Linked DNA regions of Pan troglodytes: region 2 is linked to region 1. A link is a contact called in public capture Hi-C data. All regions are on one chromosome and are shown on one strand. The core of a region is the stretch at or near the end of the contact, and the rest is flanking DNA. Distances in the headings are between cores, read along the strand shown. Region 1 has its middle 53 kb from the start of SYPL1. Region 2 has its middle 26 kb from the start of SYPL1.

Region 1 (6,014 bases), core at 2,557-5,056:
GCACCCCTGTGAATCACGCACCCAGCAGGGGCTGTAACAGGGCTGCAAAGCCACCACCAGGCAGCTGCTGGCAGGACTAGGTTAGATGGTGGCATGCAGGGCAGGCAGGGCCTTCTGCACATAAGAGGGACAGTGGCACTTCAGTCCCACCAGAAAACCCCTTTCGTCACCCATATGTTCAGCAGCCACGCACTACCTCCCGCTGTGGTGTATGCAGTACAGAGGCTGCTGAGTGATTGTGGAGGCAGCCAGGACAGAAGCTGGGAGGCATATTGTACAGTGACAAAGAACAAAGACGTTGGAGTCCCACGGCTTCAGGTTCGAATCCAGACTCCACTTCTTAGCAGATGGACGATCATGGGAAGTCATTGAGTCTCCCTGTGTGCCAGTGTCCTCATCTGTATACTGGGATAGGACAGCACCTCCCACAGGGGTTCTGAAGTGATGTAAATGCAATGCCTGGCCTGTAGTGATTGCCCCATCCATGGTTGATACCATAAGGGGTTAGTGAAATGCGCTGTTTTTTGCAGCTGTGGTGCCATGCAAATAAAATTATTCTCAGGACTGCATATCGCTTTTACCCTGTCATAGGTTTCACATTTTATTTTGCTTATTTCCTGTCTCCCATTCGGAATAGAATCTCCATGAGGGCAAGGATTTAAGACTATTTTGTTCACTGGTATGTCCTCAAGTGTCTACAAGACTCTTTGTGCCTAATGGAAGCTTGATTTGTTGAGTGAAGGAAAAACAGGAAAAAAAAAGAGAGAAAGAAAGAGGAACTGAGAAAGAAAGAAATAAAATCTCCTTGATATAGTCCTTGATGACAAGGACTATAGCGGGGAGCCATCACAGGCCAGAGACATGCCCTGCCCGCTGTTTTCATGAAGGCCATGAGAAACAACAGCGACCCTTGGATGCTGGACTGGCTTAGGAGACATACAGGGTGGGACGCCAGGGAGGGAGAGGAGCCTCAAACCAGACTTAGGAGAGCAGAGCAGCAAGGAGAATAGACCATGACCCAGGGGCTCGCTCAGTCACACCTGACTTAAGGTTTCACCAGTTCCTAAGAGCGGCCAGTTGGGAAGTAGCACCCAAACCCCACTGCTTAGCACGTGTTATGTATTGCAGGGATCCCTCACCCCCAGGGCCTGTTAGGAACTGGGCCACACAGCAGGAGGTGAGCAGTGGGTGAGTGAGCGTTGCTGCCTGAGCTCCACCTCCTGTCAGATCATGGCAGCATTAGACTCTCATAGGAGCACAAACCCTACTGCGAACAGTGCATGCGAGGGATCTAGGTTGTGCACTCCTTATGAGAATCTAATGCCTGATGATCTGAGGTGGAACAGTTTCATCCCAAAACCACCCCATCCTCCTTGTTCATGGAAAAATTGTCTTCCATGAAACTGGTCCCTGGTGCCAGAAAGGTTGGGGACCGCAGATTTATTGGACAACAAGTGATGCAAACGTTCATGGCATACTAAGCTGTAGCTAGTTCTCATTCCAAGTATGAGTTCAGGCATTTCAGGACATGCTTTCAGCTGCCTGTTGAGGCTCTTAAAGGCTAACCAGGAAAGGTTTCCAAACAAGGTAAGCTCCCAAGGAAGAGTGCCAGCAAGATCCTGCGTGAGCGGGCCACATGGGCAGCCCCTTAGGAAAGGTGCCTTAGCAGGCCTGGCTGCAGGCTGCGTGGGCTGCTTGTTACACACAGCTTTTGCCTTGGACAATAGCCTGATAAGGCTGCACACTAGGGAGAGGGTAGCTTTGTGGCCAGCTGAGAGAGTCCCTTTCTACCTGAACTTGGTCTAGAACGTGCTAGTTGTCAGCCATGTTTACCGTACCATCAATAGCCTGTCCTGAGGTCCTCCTGGAACTCAGTGTTGGGCTTGTGAGGTGCAGCGAACTACTTTTCTGATTGAAAATATGCTCTCTAGGCTGGGTGCAGTGGCTCATGCCTGTAATCCTAGCACTTTGGGAGGCCGAGGTGGGTGGATCACCGGAGGTCAGGAGTCCAAGACCAGCCTGACCAACATGGCAAAACCCCGTCTCTACTAAAAATACAAAAATTACCCAGGCGTGGTGGCGCATGCCTGTAATCCCAGCTACTTGGGAGGCTGAGGCAGAAGAATTGCTGGAACCTGGGAGGCGGAGGCTGCAGTGAGCCTAGATTGTGCCACTGCACTCCAGCCTGGGCAACAGAGCGAGACTCTGGCTCCAAAGGGGGAAGAAAAATGTTCCCTAAAGCCCACTTGGCCGGATAAGACCTGGGGAAACATCAAAGGAAAGGATGAAGATGGAGTGAGGAGGTGTTTCTAGAAACTGGAGGATCTGCCACACTCGCCATTGGTGAGGACAGGAAGGGAAGGGGCAGGGGCAGACTCAGGCTCTGAGTGGGAGGATATTGGGGGAAGGACAAAACAGAGGGCTCTGCAGAGCCTGACAGGCCAGGCTTCCCAGGGAGAGGACCAGGGCCACTGAGAACCATCCAAGGAGCATCTCTAGGCCCCGGAGAGAGACTGGAGGAAACAGACTGGAGGAAATGGATCTCATTGCCTGTTTTGCAATTTCCTGGACACTGACTAGGTTAGCACATCCCTATGTTGACTGGCCCTATGTGTTGCCTCTTCTGTCAAATGCCTATTCATATTTTTTTCCCATTTTTCTTCTGAACTATCTGTCTATTTCCCACTCCCTCCACCCCACCAGGCATTCAGGACTCGATATATTCTTGAAGCTAATCCTTTGTCACTTAAGTGCTACACATATCTTTTCCCAGCTTGTGGCTTATCTTCTGAGTTTCTTTAAAATACCTGTGATGAACCAAGGTTCTTAAATTTAACGTGGTTGAAATCATGAATCTTTCTTTTTTATGATTTGTGATTTTTTGGTGTGTTATTTTTAAGAAATTCTTCCTCACTCCAAGATCAAAGAGATATTCACTTCCATTTTCTGCTGGTCAGATATCCCACCCACAGGGATGCTGCTGTTGTTTGGGGACCTGTGCCCAAGGCAAGGATGGGCAGACCCCAAACCTGACATGCTGTCCCCAGATGCCAGGAGGACCACATGTCAGGGCCTGCACAACCTTAGGGTGCCTTTCCTGTAAACCAGCCCCCAGACGTCACTGGGTACAAGCTACTGCTCCTAATCTACCCCCTACCCGTACTTCGGCCAACACAAAAGGTGCCAGTGAGCCTGAAGCCATAAGATCCATGTGGCAGATTTGAGGGCCCCAGATGCTGTATTCAACTGGGGGTACTCAAAATACTGTGATCAGCACAGATCTGTCTGCTCACCACATGCCAGGATCTGCCAGGGACCATCTCACAGCTAATGATAAATCCTCCTGTCAGGGCCACAAAGCAGGGCTTTGTGTCACTGTGTTAGCCCGCATCGTCCCAGGGCAGGGCTCCAGGCTGAGCTGGTCAGCCCAGGCCACTGCAGACAATGGAGCCACAGTGGGGCAGGGCTTGCAATGGAAGTCAGTATGGAGGATGGTGACAAGAAGCAAACACCCTGACAGCAGCCAGGCCCATGCACGCCTCCCCGAGGAGGGAGGACAGGGCGGGGCAGGCTCTGCAGAGTCAACGGGCAACTTGAATCTTGCAGCATCTGGCTAGCACCCAGGCAGGCTCCACAGATGCCCGCCTGGGCCTGATTTTCCTGTTCTCAGTCTCCCACGTCTGCCAGGAGGCCTTGATAAATATTCAATAGCTCTGGCCTCAGAGCCTGTGTCTGGAGGACATTCTTAGGCAGTGAACTGGAGACAAGCTGAGAGGAGGCCTTTAAAGGAGCCCCAAACCTCAGCCTCTCCTTTCTGCTCGGGGTTTGGTTTTAAAGAGTCCCAGGGGAGCCACCCACCTGCAGGCCTGACCCCCTGAGGTTGATACGTGGGTTCCCTGAGCCCAGCTCTCAGGGAAGAAAAAGGCAGAATTCAGGCTGCTAGAGCAGCCGGGATAAGAGAAGTGATGCTGGCAAATGTGGTATTTAATGGATATTTTAAAACACCAATAGCAAATACAGTCATTTCTGGGACTTTTTTTTTTAGAAGATGCTGAATTAAAAATTTGCATCTTCCCTCATTCTTGATCTCCTTCTGCAGTTCCACTTGAGCAACCCCACAGGCTCCAGTCTCACTTCTGCTCACACCCTCCACCTGCTGCCCACGCAGCTTCCTGTCCTGCCCCCACCGCGCCCCCTGCGCCGTCCCAGCTCACCTGTTGGCCATCAGACATCACTCACGACCCCTCCCTTTCACCAGACTGTGGCTCCCACCATTTTGATTATGAAGTTTCTCATTTAGCTCAAAATATCTGACAGACTCCCTGCCCCATTCATTATATTGGACACATAGAGTCGAATATATATTAAACTTCAATTAGATCAATTCTATATTAGACTTCTATAAAACATCCAGTGGGTGAGAAACTATATAATGATCAAAGTGACTGCGAATTCAGTAACCACATTGTGCAATCATATTTTACTTATCACAGAAACATCCAGGCACCTTTGAGAACCAACAGGACGTTCATGTGCAAAGGATGTGATTTCTTCAATCTAAGGACAGTGGAGAGAGGGGTGTGTGCGTGTGTGCACGGGTGCACGTATGCAAATTTGCTGGCCCCTCACAAAAGCTCTAGTTTCTGGAAGGAGAGCCCGAGTGTCCTCAGGCCCAGCGGTTCCAAGCATTACTGGGTGCCTCCACTGAGATAGCAAAGGACTCACAGGTCTCCAGGCACCTGGTAATAATGTGGAATTGGCCGGGGCTGCCTGTTGCTGAGGAAGTTCTTATCAAGTCTTGCCTTGGTGGGAGCACCAGTGGTAGTCAGAGGTTCTTCACCTTTTTTGGGTCATAGACCCCTTGGAGTGAAAATGTTGGAGGTTTCTCCTGAAAAGCACACTGCAATTCAGGGGATCCCCTGGGTCCTGGAGTCCATGCATAGGCATCATGGACCCCACATGGAAACCTCCCTGATTGAGAGGTCTCGAAAGCTTTTCCAGTCCTAAGAGTACAGTTTCTAATTTGCTGGAGTCGGCTGGACTTTCATTCCCTGGCAGAGCCATTTTGGAGGATAAGAAGATGTGTCTTCTCTACCACCGCACATGCGGTCCACAGTGACTGAGGGGAGTGTCACGGTGCCACCTTGTGCTTCTGTCCTGAAACTGCACCTTCTCTGGGGCCCATGCTCAGGTCCACACTGCCCACCTCTCACTCCATGAGCCTCACTCCCTACCACTCTCCCACCTTCTTACTCTGACCAAGCCACATGGACTCCTGACGTCCCTGCCTTGGGGCCTTTGCACTGACTGTTCCCCCTGCCTGAAGTCTGGGTTTAAAGCCGTATACACAAGTGCAGTTTGTACAGTCATATCATGAACCAAGAAAAAAAGCAAATGTTTATGAAGATGCCTTTATTTTCACTTGGCCTAAAGCGAGAAAGTATCACATGAGTACATAAAAGAATTTTTTAAATTTTGAGGCAGCTTTGAGGAGAGATTGAGGAAGATGAGAGGGTGTAGTAGTAAGCTCTCATTAAGTTTTGCTGCAATAACAAATAGCCTCAAAAATCTCAGTGGCTAGGCCGGGCGTGGTGTCTCATGCCTGTAATCCCAGCACTTTGGGAGGCTGAGATGGATGGATCACCTGAGGTCAGAAGTTCAAGACCAGCCTGGCCAACATAGTGAAACCCTATCTCTACTAAAAATACTAAATAAATTAGCCGGGTGTGGTGGCAGGCAGCTGTAATCCCAACTACTTGGGAGGCTGAGGCAAGGAGAATCACTTGAACCTGGGAGGTGGAGGTTGCTGAGATCATGCCACTGCACTCCAGCCTGGGCAACAGTATGAGACTGTTAAAAAAAAAAAACAAAAAAAAAACTCAGTGGCTAACAGCAACAAAAGTATCCCTCAAATTGCTTCTTTATTTTTATTTATTATTTTTTTGAGATGGAGTCTTGCTCTGTCACCCAGGCTGGAGTACAGTGGTGCAATCTCAGCTCACTGCAACCTCCGC
Region 2 (6,548 bases), core at 648-3,147, 81 kb before region 1:
GGGTCTCACTACGTGAACTCCTGAGCTCAAATGATCATCCTGCCTCAGCACCCCCAAAGTTCTGGGATTACAGGTATGAGCCACTACAACCAGCTAATATATACTTTTCTAAATGTGTTTTATAGCTCACATAAAGAAGATTAAAATAAATGTCCAAAACTGCCTGCAGAAAAAAATCTGGCCCCAAAACCCTCAGTGTTATCAGGCAGGCCTCCTTTCCACCATGTTTGTCTCGGGGAAGGAAGATGGCTTTTGAAATGAGACAGCAGGTTTCCGGGCTCTTCCAGAGAAAGCCTTTCTGTATTTGACCATCCTCACTGAGGAGGGACTGGTTGGTGGTCACTAGACTTTGAAGTTTGGTGGCCATTAAAAGCAAGTAAATTATTTATTTCTTTTTACGAATTTGCCCATGCTGCTGGAGAGGAAATTCTCACTCCCTCAGCCTGCAAGCCCCGTGAGGAAGGGTGGAAATCTCCCATATATTTTAATGCCCTAGAGATCAAGGGGGCCTCAGAGCGCAGTGGTCTTGCCTTGACACCGAGAATTTTAAGAGAAAGTGACTGGCTCTGGGGCACAGGATGAGAGAATGATAGATCTAGACCTCAAACCCAGGCTTAGGCCAGCTGGGACTACAATGGCCCAAGCCTGTAGTCCCAGCTACTCAGGAGGCTGAAGTGGAGGATTGCTTAAGCCCACGAGGTCAAGGCTGCACTAAGCTATGATCACACTACTGCACTCCAGCTGGGGGGACAGAAGACCCTGCTCCAAAATTAAAAAAAAAAAAAAAAAACCCAGGCCTGCTGTGTAATTTTGTGCATCTATAAGGAAAGCTGATCTACTTCTTGTTCACTCTGAGCTTTTCCTTAATTTTTTCAGTCATCAGTAAGGAATTTGATGCAGTTGTGTTCAAACCAAAAACAAGGTGGGGTTTTCCTTTCCTCTCATGGGAAGATAAATTTTGAAGTAGGTGAGTACTGGTGTTGGCTCAGTGACTGAAGTGGGAAGAGCCGTGACTTCTGCAACTTTCATGGCCCCAAAGAGCCAGCATTAGGGCATGTAATACCTTTGCACCAAGGACAAAAATGATAAAGTACAAATGAAGCACAACATGTCTGTCTCTGTTTCAGATGCACAATTCACTAAAGGACACGTTTCCAATAAAATCAGGGCTTATAGGGGCCAGGGGCAGTGGCTCACGCCTATAATCCCAGCACTTTGGGAGGCCAAGGTGGGCAGATCACCTGAGGCCAGGAGTTCTAGACCAGCCTGACCAACATAGCAAAACCCTGTCTCTACCAAAAATACAAAAAAATAGCCGGGTATGGTGGCATGCACTTGTAGTCCCAGCTACTTGGGAAGCTGAGGCAGGAGAATCACTTGAACCCAGGAGGTGGAGGTTGCACTCCAGCCTAGGTGGCAGAGACTGTCTCAAAATCAGGGCTTGTAGGGTAGATGGCTGTTAGGTAAGGAACCAGCAGTCTCTGCCATTCTCACCAGCGAGAATCAGGACATCTCAGAGGAACTGTGGAAGTTTGTCACGTGGGACTGAAATCTGAATAATATAAGGCCTAGGACCTGAGTTCTGAATAAAAATGAATACCACTCAAGCCCAAACTAATTGCTAGGAATTAAATATTTGGATTTTCATCTAGCGGCAGTTCCCAAAAGAAGGGTGCATGGATATGCAAAAACGCATGTGTCTACCAGGCTTGCATTAGCTGGAGTTGGGGATAGTCCTAACCAATGTACTCACATGTGCACACAAACATTTCAGCATGCATTCGCCCCGCCCCCTTGGGGATGTGCAGCAGCTGTGCAGCCCTGCAGTGGGGGAGGCCTTGTGGCTGCTCTGTCACTTGTGCTGAGTAGCAGGCACATCACCTAGAGGTAGGTAGCAGAGGGGCCAGCTAGCAGAGAGGACACAGCTGACCGACGCCGTGTAAGGCATGGACTTCAGGTGACCAGGACCAGTTTCATCCACACTCACTTCTCTGCATCCTTGTGACCAGTGAATGAGCTAAGAAAGCTAGCCGGGATTAGGTGCTAATCCCCAGAAGGCAAGGCCAAGCTGAGCCTCATTAACAGAAGGAGCTATGCGGCAAACTCCGGCCTAACTCCAGAGCAGAGGCAGCAGACAAGTCTTACCTTTTATTACCAACACACAGGGATCAATACTGCCTGCCTGGAGCAGGGGTCGGGCAACCTTTTGCTGTAAAGGTCGGGTAGTATTTGAGGTTTTGTGGACCATCTGCTCTCCATGGCAATTACTCAGCTCTGCCTTTATAGTGTGAAAAAAGGTATGGACGATATATAACCAAGTGAGTGTGGCTGTGTCTCAAAAACACTTTGTAGAAACAGGGGGCTGGCCAGGTATGGCCAATGGGCTGTAATTTGCCAACTCTTGGCCTAGAAACCACATGTCCACTTGTTGTAATGGAGGGTGAGGATGTCTCCAGGCCCACGGTGTTGTAGTCAATTAGCCCTGCCTGCACAGGTGTTGTAAGGGGAGTACCAGGCTCTAGATCAGTGGTCTACAAAGTGGGCTATGCCTACCCCGGGATGTGTACCATGTGATCCATTGGCATACGGGAAAAAGTATTAAATTTCTGTTCATTTTAAAATCTGTTTTCATTTTAGACTATTGATCTTGTCTACCCTATCATGGGTCTGTAGATTTGGCAATGAGTCATGCCTTATATCTAACGTGCTAATGAGAAGTCAGGCTTATAAACCTCTGAAGAGGATCTCACAGCAGTTGTATCCTGGAATAGCAATATGCCCATTGCCACTCCCTGCTTGTCAGGTCTGAGGTATGCAGGTATCTCAGGAATTCCCCTAAGAAGAGAGCAGTGGTCCCCGATTCCTCGAAGGCAGCTTCCTCAGGAACTATGGTGGACTTGCCACACTAAAGGATTTTTGGATTCAAGGTTCTGTCTTGAATCTGATCAGTGGTTCAGCTATTGGTCAGAACACAAAGGGAACTACAACCACCCCCCAGCACACACCATTCATAAGAGCATTAATTAAGTTGTGCTTTCCTGATTTCTGGTGGTCTCTCTCTCCCTCAGTAGTTCAGGCCTGCCATATAAAGTAGACAGATTGTACATTGCACAAGAGTGCTGCGTCTAACGAGGCATCCTTCACATTGTAGACATGGTAGACTTATATGCCCTGTGATAACTTCCTGGTACATAGCAACGCGTCATTCTAACAAACTCAGTACATTATGACCATCTCTGACCAATAGATGTAAAGCACTTTGAGGGAAGTGTGTCTCCTTAATTCCAGAAGAACTATATGGGTTCGTAGTAGCCACAACTAGTAGGTGAAGGATAGAAAAGAAGAAAAATGCACAAAGTCCAACAGATTCAAACTCTTCCGGGGCAGGGATGTCTTGTGAATGCCTTTTACAGTGTTGAAGGACCTCTTCAGAGTGAGGCAGCATTCGAGTGCTCAGTCATTAGCACAGACCCCCAAAAGCAAGGACTTGGAGGTAACCATCACCCGTCAGTCACCTCTACTGAGGACTGGAAGTGAAGAGAGAAAGGAAAAAAATATTTTTCTCCCTCCCAGCTGTTCTTCCTCTTGTATAAAGGAGCTGGAAGAAGTCAAGCAAAGCAGCACAGATGTGTTTTAATGTTTACTCACATGGAAGCAAGTAACAAAATAAGAAAAATAAAACCATCATTCAAAAAGAGCCAGTTGTTTTGTAGCTTCCCACTATTTATTCTCCTTCTCCTGGTAACAGCTCTCCACTTTCCCTTTAGGAAATCAGTTCTGCCCCATGGTTCAAAATCTCTAGAACTGACAAAATACCCTGCCTTCTACCAGCCAAAGGGGTGGGCACACAACTTAAGCTAGGTCAGTTGCATTCTCTCTCTCCTTCTCTCTGATAGTTAATTTTGTGTGTCAACTTGACTGGGTCACAGGGTGCCCACATATTTGGTCAAACATTCTGAGTGTTTCTGCGAGGGTGTTTTTGAAAGAGATTAACATTTTAATCAGTCAAGAAGATTGCCCTCCATAGTGAATGGTCCTCATCCAACTACTTGAAGCCTAAATAGAATTAAAAGACCAACCTTTCCTCTAAGTAAGGAGAATTCTCTAGCAGACTGCCTTCATATGCAACATCAATTCTTCCTGTCTGATGGCCTTCAAATAGGAACATGGGTTCTGCTTGGGTCTCCAACCTGCCAGACTGGACTTGCCAGCCTCTGCAATCACACGAGCCAATTCCTTCTTTTACACACACGGGGAGAGGGGGAGGTAGAGGGGGACAGGGGGAGAGGGGGAGAAGGGGGAGGTAGAGGGGGAGAGGGGGAGGAGCGGAGAAGTGGAGATAGAGGGTTCTGTTTCTCTGGAGAACCCTGATTAATATACACTCACTCTCTCTGTCTGGATTTTGAAGCATGAGTGTAGACACTTAAAAATATAAAAATGTTTGGAAAGCAGTTATTCCAGCAGTGGTGTCCTGATGAGACTGTCAGGGACCTAGTTCCTGCTACCTAAGCCTCTCCAGAGATGCTCTCATTCTTATCCTTTTCCAAAACTGGTTCTCAATGTTCCTAACAATGCTTTGATCCACCCTATAACTTCTTTTAGTCCATGAATATTTATTGAGCGCTATGATCTGAATGTTGGTGTCCCTCTAAAATTTATAGAACTTAATCCCCAGTGTGATTGTATTAAGAGGTGGGACCTTTAGGAGGCCTCTTGAATGACATTAGTGCCCTATAGAAAAGGTGTGAGGGAGCCTGCTGGCCCCTTCTGCCATGTGAGGACACACAGAAGGCACTAACTATGAGGAACGGGCTCTCATCAGATACCGAATCTGCTGGCAACTTGATCTTGAACATCCCAGACTCCAGAACTGGGAGCAATAAATCTGTGTTGTTTATAAATTACCCAGTCTAAGGAATTTTGTTAACAGTCTGAGCGGACTAAGACAATGAGTACCTACTACATTCAAGGTACTGTTCTATTGAGGAAATACCAGTGAACAAGCTAGCCCTTGCTCTCATGGAACTTATTTTCTAAAAAGTCCTTTTCTGCCCAAGTAGATTAACTCTTCTTGAGAGTTTATTTCTGTTGCTTGCCACCAAAGAATCCCAGCAAATACTAACAATCTCCCCGCATAGACTTCTAGCTCTGCCCCTTCCCTGGGTCATCTTAGATAAGCCAGATGTCAGTCTTCAGAAGTCAGAAGATCCCTGGCTCGATGCAATTCTTGAGAGCCACTTCTTTATGATCACCCCATAAAAAACCCTGAGAACCCACCAGTGCACTTGTCTAATGTCCTAATGTTTGGATATAAACGACTCCACAGGAACATCTACATCAGAGGGGTTTCTCAACAGATGCCCTCCATCGAAACCATCTTTTCTCCTCTCCTGCTTAGAACCTGGGAAGATACCTTACAATGAGTATTACCTTGTTTATGCCTCATTATGACTTGTTTCAGGTTTAATCTTCTTCATCAGAGCCTTTTTAACATCCTCCCCCAAGACCCAAAGGATTTATTCTGGGATTAGACAGGAGACAAGATCAGAGAATCTGATCCAAACAGCCAGACATGGCTTTCTCATCAGGTAGCACCAGACAGTTATTTAACACAACTGAAACTCTGTCTTGAAGCAAGTAAGCATGCTGTTTGGTTCACTGTGGGGGTGTCAGTGACTACGGCTGGGAATTGTCACAGTTTAGTTTAGCACTTCTGGCAAACTTTGGAGCCAGCTTGCATAATGCAGTGTCTAAAGAACATGATTCCAGTTGAACAGAGCATGTTTGTGGTTAAAAATAGAACTCTGTCACATAACAACTCATATATAAACCATGAGGCTGGGGGAGGAACAAAATTAAATAATAGTCACTGGGGGTTCTTGAACACCTGTCCCAGTCCCTCAGAGCATAAACTATCTGGGAATTGCCAGCACACTGAAGCCAACCCTGCCCTGAAATCAAATGGCAAAAATAAACAACCAAACTGACCCAGTTAAATCAGGAAACATGACCGCACCTTTAAGCAGGCCACAATTCAGGTGGCCTCTCCAGCCCAGGCCTCCTCAGGGATTTAGCTCTGAGTTCTGAAAAAATTAACTGCAGTAGATCCCATGACAGCCACTCTGGATTCACAGCAGGATTGAAAGCTGAGACTGCGTTAGGTCTGAATGCCACCCGCACGTTTGCATTTTCACTGCATGCACATGGATTATGCTTTGAACAGAATGCATGAAACGTGGGCCCTGGCTCCTTCTAAACAGTTGTGGGAGTCTCATGACCCACTGCTCAGACTTGCAAAGAGCTAAGAATTAGAAACGAAATATTTGGGTTTCCCTGCCAGGAAACACTTTACAACAGTGTGTAGGTCTAACTGGAGAGGTTGCCCAATGACGGAGTGGAAATTTCATGGCTGGGTACATATAAAGCTAAGCCGTCAGAACAATTAATACTATAATATGCCACCAGAAAATAAAAAAGGGTATAGGGGACCAAAAAGAAAACGAGGCTACCTCCTTCCCCAACTCTGCCACTGACCCAGGCAAATTGCT

Evidence for each region. Capture Hi-C pulls out chosen DNA fragments and counts their contacts.
Region 2: a capture Hi-C map of stem cell-derived neural stem cells shows a contact between it and region 1, with 5 times the contacts expected there. The contact joins two enhancer-like sites. A contact is called at or near these places in 5 of 7 Hi-C or Micro-C datasets (blood, induced pluripotent stem cells, a lymphoblastoid cell line and 1 more) and 1 of 1 other capture datasets (stem cell-derived neural stem cells).

What each region holds. Positions count from the first base shown.
Region 1 is chr6:121,438,498-121,444,511 of NHGRI_mPanTro3-v2.0_pri, reverse strand. No RefSeq gene overlaps it. Among named protein-coding and RNA genes, the nearest start is that of SYPL1, 53 kb to the left of the region's middle. Within about 2 kb of position 3,806, at least 14 of the 24 cell types and tissues checked have an H3K27ac peak or open chromatin away from gene starts, as enhancers often do. A contact at or near this core is called in stem cell-derived neural stem cells, where this site is marked.
Region 2 is chr6:121,517,195-121,523,742 of NHGRI_mPanTro3-v2.0_pri, reverse strand. No RefSeq gene overlaps it. Among named protein-coding and RNA genes, the nearest start is that of SYPL1, 26 kb to the right of the region's middle. Within about 2 kb of position 1,897, at least 1 of the 24 cell types and tissues checked has an H3K27ac peak or open chromatin away from gene starts, as enhancers often do. A contact at or near this core is called in stem cell-derived neural stem cells, where this site is marked.